Regions from separate parts of the Mus musculus genome. Here region 2 is linked to region 1. Evidence: chromatin contacts called from public HiChIP or PLAC-seq data. All regions are on one chromosome and are shown on one strand. Each heading gives the region's core, a stretch centred on a gene start, on an enhancer-like site or on the middle of the called end of the contact. The rest is flanking DNA. Distances are from core to core; before and after follow the strand shown. Region 1 overlaps Lamc3 (laminin gamma 3). Region 2 has its middle 40 kb from the start of Fam102a.

Region 1 (3,498 bases), core at 475-2,974:
CTACCTGGCCTGACCTGTGCGTATACTGCCTTTGTTCCTTGCAAGGTGAGAGAACCCCTTCCCAGACTCACAACCCTTCCTCCATCTGAACCTTAACCTATGTGCTCCAGAATACAGCGTTCCTGATGTTAGAAAGGCAGAACTGTGTAGCTGTGTATGATCCCGAGCTCTCAGTGGTATCTGGGTCATCCAGGTTATTGCATGTAAAGAAAGCAAGGGAAGCCATGAGACGGTAGCCGCAGGCAGCCTCTGTCTCAACCGCACTTGGATAGCTTTCTTTCTGGCTTTTACTTCCTTGGTGTTGAGGGTGGAGCCCAGGGCCTTGTGCATGCTGTGCACACACTCTCCCCAGGTGCTGCACCAACAGCTGGCTTAGTGCTCTACTAAAGCCGGGTTTCTGAGGCTGGAGAGCTCAGGATTCCCCAACAGACAAGCTAGGCAGGATGAGGAGTGTTCAATGCTCGGCTGCCTAGATCCCTTCCAGCTCCCACCTCTAAAATTAAGCCACAGGAGGGTGAGTCCAAGGGATAGAGGGTTACTAGTGGCTAGAACTCAGGGAGGGACATCCTTGGTCAAGGTCACTGCTGGAGTGGGAATTGGGGCACACATCACTCCCATCCCTCTGATGTCCTTGTTCATGTCATAGTTATAGCCTTGGGATGGAAGACTGGCAGAACCCCTCCTGTTTCAACAGGCCACTTCCCAGTTAACGAGAAGCCCTTCCCGCCTCCATCTGGCCCTCTGGCTGCTCCATTATTTAGAACCTTTACTGCCACCCAACGAGGAGATCCAGGGATGTTGAACTGACCATTGCTTCAGGGGTGACCAGCAAGCCTAGATGTGGGGCTGCGTCACCAATGACTTGCTTCACCGTGGCCAGTGCCTTTTCAGCTTTGGGCAGCGCCTCTGCCACAGCTATGCCCAGGGCAGTCTGAGCTGCCTGCACCTCCTGGTACCTGGGAGGAAAGAGGTCAGGATGAGGCACAGAACAGGGTGCAGGACATGCCCCCCCCCACCCCCACCCCCGTCCATCTCTCTCAAAGCTGTTGGCTGGAGCTGTTGATCTGCAAAGGTCGGACTCGCCCCGTGCAGGTCAGGACCCAGCAGCTGGCCTGGGAAAGTGGCTGTGACTCTGCAGCTTTCCGGCCGTGTGTGTGTGTGTGTGTGTGTGTGTGTGTGTGTGTGCCTGTGAGTGTAGTGTAGGTGTCCAGGGAGACAAGAAGCATCCGATGCCCTGGAGCTAGAGTTGGGGGCAGAGACAAGAAGCATCCGATGCCCTGGAGCTAGAGTTGGGGGCAGTTGTGAGCCCAAGAGTTCTCTCCAAGAGCATTAAGTGTTCCTGACAGCCGAGCCCTCTCTCCAGTCTCTGAAGCTTTCAGATGAGCAGACCCATCATTCCCTTATTCCCATGCTTCTCTGCCCAGGCTAGGGTGCACCTGAGAATCACACATTCTGCAGACCCTTAGATCCTCTTGGCAAGCTGCAGAGAGAGCTACCTGTGTGTGTGTGGGGGGGGGGGGAATAGAAGACCAGTGGCATAGGCTGTGATCTTGGTTGACCATGCTCTTGCTGCCGACCTTTGGCATATGTTGCTGTTTGGATATAAAATGGCCCCCATGGGAGCATGTATGCAAACACTTGGTGGTTCCCATGTAGTGTCATTGAGGAGTTAGCTTTGAGGAGGTGGAGACTTGCCAGAGGAAGTGGGTAACTTTATGAGGAGGACTTCCTGCTCACTCTCTGCTTCTGGATTGTAGGTACAACATTGCCAGCCCACATCCTGCTCTTGCCCCATGCCTTCCCTGCATGAAGCCATGGATAACCGGCCCAGCAGAGATGAAGATATGTTATCAAGTTACAGAAACCTTGGATTCCAGGAATTAGAATTTCTTCAGGAGCCGGGCAGTGGTGGCACACACCTTTAATCCCAGCACTTGGAAGGCAGAGGCAGGAGGATCTCTGAGTTTGAGACCAGCCTGGTCTACAGAGTGAGTTCCAGGACAGCCAGGGCTACATACAGAAACCAGGCCTCAAATACCAAATACCAAAAACAAACCAACAAACAAAGAATTCCCTCAGGAGAAAGCCTATCTCCTGAACCAGCCAGAGGCAGAGCATTTCCCCCAGAAGATCACAAGAAAATGACAGCAACCAGAATCATGATGAGTCTCCGATGGGCAGGCCACACCTTGCCCAGGACTGCTTAAACATTAGCCTCCCAGCTGCCTAAAGACAAACCGACAGGAACAGCAAGGAGTTCCCCACTGCGTATCTTTGTCCCTCCTTCCAGTGTGGCCATGTTGATAAGTCTCCTTCTTATGTTTTTCACTATTAATTCGGCCTTCTCATCCAAGGATAAATAGCTGAACCTGGCTTGTTGGGGCACACGCTGTGATTCTAAGCCCAAGCTCTCTCAGAATGATGGAAGACCTCCCTGGACTGGAAGCAGAAGAAACCTTTCCTCCCTTAGTTGTTTCAGATCAGGTACTTTGTTACAGCAACTAGGAGGGTAATTAATACTGTATATTACATGCCATTGACAGCGGAGACTTGAATGATAGGAAGGACCGACGGGGAGCTGGTTCTGGAAGCAGTAGCCTCTAGCTGGTTCTTACAGGCTCCTGGACGCTCAGCCCAAGCTTCTCTGCACACCATGGAGACCTCACCTGTCCTCCAGTTCCTGCTGGGCTTCCGAGGCCACTCTGCCTTCCATCAGCTTCAGGAGCTCATAGCTGGCGTTGGAGGCGAGCAGGGCCCTTTCCGAGGTAGCTTCGATCTTGGTGGCCGTGTCCCTGTGGCTGTATGAATTGGCATGACTGTCACTGTGAGCACACACAAGTGCTGGTGCCCAGACCACACCCCTGCCTGCTTCGAGGGTCTCCAGCCACTTGCCGCTGCAGCAACAGCAGGGACACTCTGGGTTTTGACTCCTGTCACACATCAGTTACACCTGTGGTGCGGGTAGGAGGATGGGCAAAGGCCTCTCATACAGACAACACAGCGGGGAGTGGGCAATCCTGCCTCTTATCATGTGTCCTCCGTGAGGGAATCAGCTGACTTCTCTGGATCTGTCTCCACATCTCTAAAGTGAGTTTGATCGCCAGAGCTAAAGAGGAAAACTGTGAGCTAGAGGGGTGGAAAGCGTCTTTTGCTTTTGCACAGGCCCAGAATTCAGTTCTCAGCACCCACACGGGCCAGCTCATACCTGACTCCAGCTTCTGGGATCCTACACTGTCTAGCTGCCACAGGTAGAGTTATTTATCTTTGCTATGTGTGTACGTGTGTGTCTGTGTGTGCATGTGAGTGCAGGCGCCCTCAGAGGTGGAGAAGTGGGAGTCAGGTTCCCTGGAGCTGCAGCGTAGGAGGCTGTGAGTCACCTAATGTGGGTGCTGGAGACTGAACTCAGGTCCCCTGGAAGAGCAATTCATGCTCTTAACCGCTGAGACATCTCTCCAGCTTCCAAACAGATCTTTTTTTTTTCTTTTATTCTAAGAGGAA
Region 2 (3,498 bases), core at 331-2,830, 570 kb before region 1:
ACACACACACACACACACATAGGTCTTGCTACATAGCCCAAGTTGACCCTGAACTCCAGGGCTGAAACTATCCTCCTGCTTTGGCCCCCTGAGAGATTGATTCTATTTTACTGCTGCACAACACATCTCAAAGCTTAGCCGCTGAGGGGCCGAGGAGCTGGGTTATTGTTTAAAGCGCTTGCTGTGCAAGCCTGAAGACCAGAGTTCAAATCCCCAGAGCCCACGTTAAATGCTGAGTGAGCGTAGCAGCACACCAGTGACTTCAGCCTTGGAAGGCAGAGACAGGGGTTCTCCAAAGCAAGCTGGCTAGTGAAGACAGCCTAGAGCCAGCTCTGGGTTTGATGGAGTGACCCTGTCTTAGTGAATGGCATGGGAGATCAACCTCAAGCCTCCACATGCATGGCTATATGTGTGCCTACATACATGCAGTGTGCCTATTAACACATGCACACCAGCACACACACATAAAATGAGAAAGAAAACTTAGCTGCTTAGAGCTACAGGTATTTGTTGTTTCTGTTTCTTGGGAGTGGGGGAGGGGGAGATGTGGGAGAGCTTTGAGCGTGGTCTGTGGTCTGACCTGGGTGTTTCATGCTGCAGTGGCTGCTCTGAGTCTTCTGAAGGGGTGGGAACCACTGGGGGACACGGTGGAACCTTGGGCTCTTACTTGCTATCTCTGTCATTGTGACATGACTTTTGCTTCCCCCAGCACGGGCTCTAAGGGAGCCTGACCAGAAGTGACCTGCCTGTCCCCACAGGCTCCACCCAGCTCGGTTGCACTGCACAGACTTGCTAAGCCACGGGGCTGGAAGTCTTGGGTCATCTGGGATACTAGAATCAGGCTCAATCAGGCTCCCTTGGCTAATGGCTGACACACCTGGAAAAGCATCCCTAAGCCAGCCATGTGACTATTCCCGTTTCTCTCCTTGCACACCTATAGATAGTAGGTGTTCTGTTGGACAAACTGCCCCTGGCAGAGCAGACACACTAGCCCACCGCCCTCTCACCTTTTCAGTAACGCCCACAGGACCATTGTGCCCACTTGGCGGGCAGAGGGTGGCAACCTCAGGAGCCGCCTCCCAGAGTCGCCACCACCACCACCACCACCACCACCACCACCACCACCACCACCACCACCACCACCTTTGGTATTCTGAGCATCCTGGGGGATAATGTGGACGGCTAGTTTGTTGTTGTTTGAAACAGGGTCTCACTATGTAATCCTGGCTGGCCCGGAAATCACAGGGGTTCACCTCCCTTTGTTTCCTGAGTTCTGGGGTTTAAAGCTTGAGCCGCCATGATAGATAAGGTATGAACTGTCTACACCAGCTTCCTTAATGAGACAGAGACCCACAAAGCCGAGCATGGAGAGTCTGCCGACTGCAGGGATACCTCACAACTGGTCTGCCTTAGGTATATGAAGTGGGTGAGCATGCGCACGCACGTGCGCGCGCACGTTTCATTCTTCTCCAGCTGCTCAGCGGAGGAAACCAAGGCATCGAGGCAGGAGGTGCAGAGCCCCACAGACGTCACAGGACATCGTGGGGCTGGGGCTGTAGGCAGGCTGGAGCTTGCTGGGGTTTTGTGACAGGGAAGGAGGAGAGAGGAAGGAAAGAGGGGGTGGGGCGTCACAGAAGAGATCAGTTCCCCGGTGTCCCGTTATCACAAATTCATCTCTGAGGCAGCACTACAAACAGGATGTGGGTTTATTTTGAGGGCCTGTTGCCCCAAATTGATAAATGCCATTTAACACGTAGACACCATGGGAGAGGCAGTGGGACTTACTGGGTAGTTTAGCCGGGCTCCTAGCTCTGTGACTGGAGAAGTATGGATTGACAGCTCTGGACTCTGAATAAAGGTCATTAGGACTGGCGAGAACGGTGGCAAGAGCCTTTGCACATTGGAGGAGCTCATAGCTCGTCTCTGTGCAGGAGCCCCGCCATCTTCATCCTGCTCCTGTAGCGTTTAATATCTATCCACCCCTCCCCCGGCAGTCCAAAAAGAGAGATCCTGATATGTTCACAGTTTCCCTCAGGCCCTCGTATCCCCAGCATGTCCCCCCATGCTGGTGACCCAACTTTTAGCGCAGAAGAACCTTGTGACACAGGTTGGCTGAGTCCCTGCCAGGTTGCTTGCATGCATGGAGAAGCAAGGGCTCTGCCCTGTCTCCACCCCAGGGTCACCTTCCAGGGATTGTCCTGGCCCTGTGGCTATTAGCCACTTGGATGTGGGAGTCACAGCCCAAGCTCTCTGTGTGACATCCACAGAAGATTACTGGAGCCCACTGGAGCCCACTGAGCCTTAAGGCCAAGGGATGGGATATGGCTTCTTTCAAGCCAGTCAAAGCAGCAGCCTGCTGCTCAGGAGTCAGACCACCCCTGGGGTCTGAGGACTGTCTATCACTTGCTGGCTGGGTGAGATTCAGGAAGTTAACATCTCTGAGCCCATTTCCCCAAACCAAGAGCTAAACTCATGATAAGGAAGGACTGCTTAGAAACCGAATGGCACCTTTAATCCCAGCACTCGGGAGGTAGAGGCCCAAGAACCTCTGAGAGTTGGAAGCCAGCCTGGGCTACAAAGTGAGTTCCAGGACAGCTGGGATGTTACACAGAGAAACCCTGTCTTAAAAAGAAAAAAAGCTAAATATCAACAAAAGAACTCCATTTATACTCCAGTTCTTGTTGTTTGTTTGTTTGTTTGTTTTATTTGTTTTTGACAGGGTCTCACGTAGCCCAGGTTGACATGGAAATAGGTATATAATGGAGGTGGCTGCTCTTGAATTCCTGAATTTTGGATTACAGATATGGTCCACCATCCCTGCTTTCACGGTGCCTTTCAAATTTCTCTCCTATCAGAAGAATGCCACTCTTCAAGGAGCGTAAGATGGCTCCAAGAATAAGGTGCCCCTTTCCTATGTACCAACAAGAGAGGACACTGGCAGGCTGGGGAGGTGACTCATTCTGTAAGGTGCCTGTCGCACAAGCAAAAAGACCTGAATTTGATTCCAGAATTCACATAAAAAGTCAAGCATGGTGGGGTTTGTGATCCTAGCACTGGGGAAGCAGAGAGAAGAGAGATCTTGGGGGTCTCTGGACCTGTTAATTAGGCCAAAGAATCTAATTAAAATGCCAGCCCAGGTCTCAGTGAGAGACCCTGAGGAACTGCACCCAAGGTTGTCTTCTTGTTTCCACACTCTTCACAGGGGGACGGACACACACACTCACAAGGAGAGAGAGAGAGAGAGACATAGAGACATAGACACAGATATAGACACACATACAGACACACACACAGACACACACACACAAAACACACAAAGGTAGCTGTCAGGTGTGCCACCAGCTGTTGGAGGGGACACACCCTGCCATGCCACAGGACGTGCTAATGCCGAGGAAGTGAGCCTCTCTTGGAATCCGTGAGCTGTGGTCTGCGCAGGAAGAGAGCAATGAACTTGTTAGCCATCCGGTAGTTTCCTGCCTACCTGTCAGCGCCCGCCCA

The links. HiChIP or PLAC-seq counts read pairs in DNA pulled down with a chosen protein or histone mark.
Region 2: an H3K27ac HiChIP or PLAC-seq map of double positive thymocytes shows a contact between it and region 1, with 2.6 times the contacts expected there. The contact joins two enhancer-like sites. A contact is called at or near these places in 2 of 115 datasets of contacts at active chromatin or transcription factors (double positive thymocytes and pancreatic cancer cells).

What each region holds. Positions count from the first base shown.
Region 1 is chr2:31,928,092-31,931,589 of GRCm38.p6, reverse strand. Lamc3 (laminin gamma 3) reads right to left here. Exons shown (of 28, transcript NM_011836.4): 21 at 2,667-2,798; 22 at 809-956. Among named protein-coding and RNA genes, the nearest start is that of Aif1l, 20 kb to the left of the region's middle. Within about 2 kb of position 1,724, at least 20 of the 459 cell types and tissues checked have an H3K27ac peak or open chromatin away from gene starts, as enhancers often do. A contact at or near this core is called in double positive thymocytes, where this site is marked.
Region 2 is chr2:32,493,568-32,497,065 of GRCm38.p6, reverse strand. No RefSeq gene overlaps it. Among named protein-coding and RNA genes, the nearest start is that of Fam102a, 40 kb to the left of the region's middle. Within about 2 kb of position 1,580, at least 108 of the 459 cell types and tissues checked have an H3K27ac peak or open chromatin away from gene starts, as enhancers often do. A contact at or near this core is called in double positive thymocytes, where this site is marked.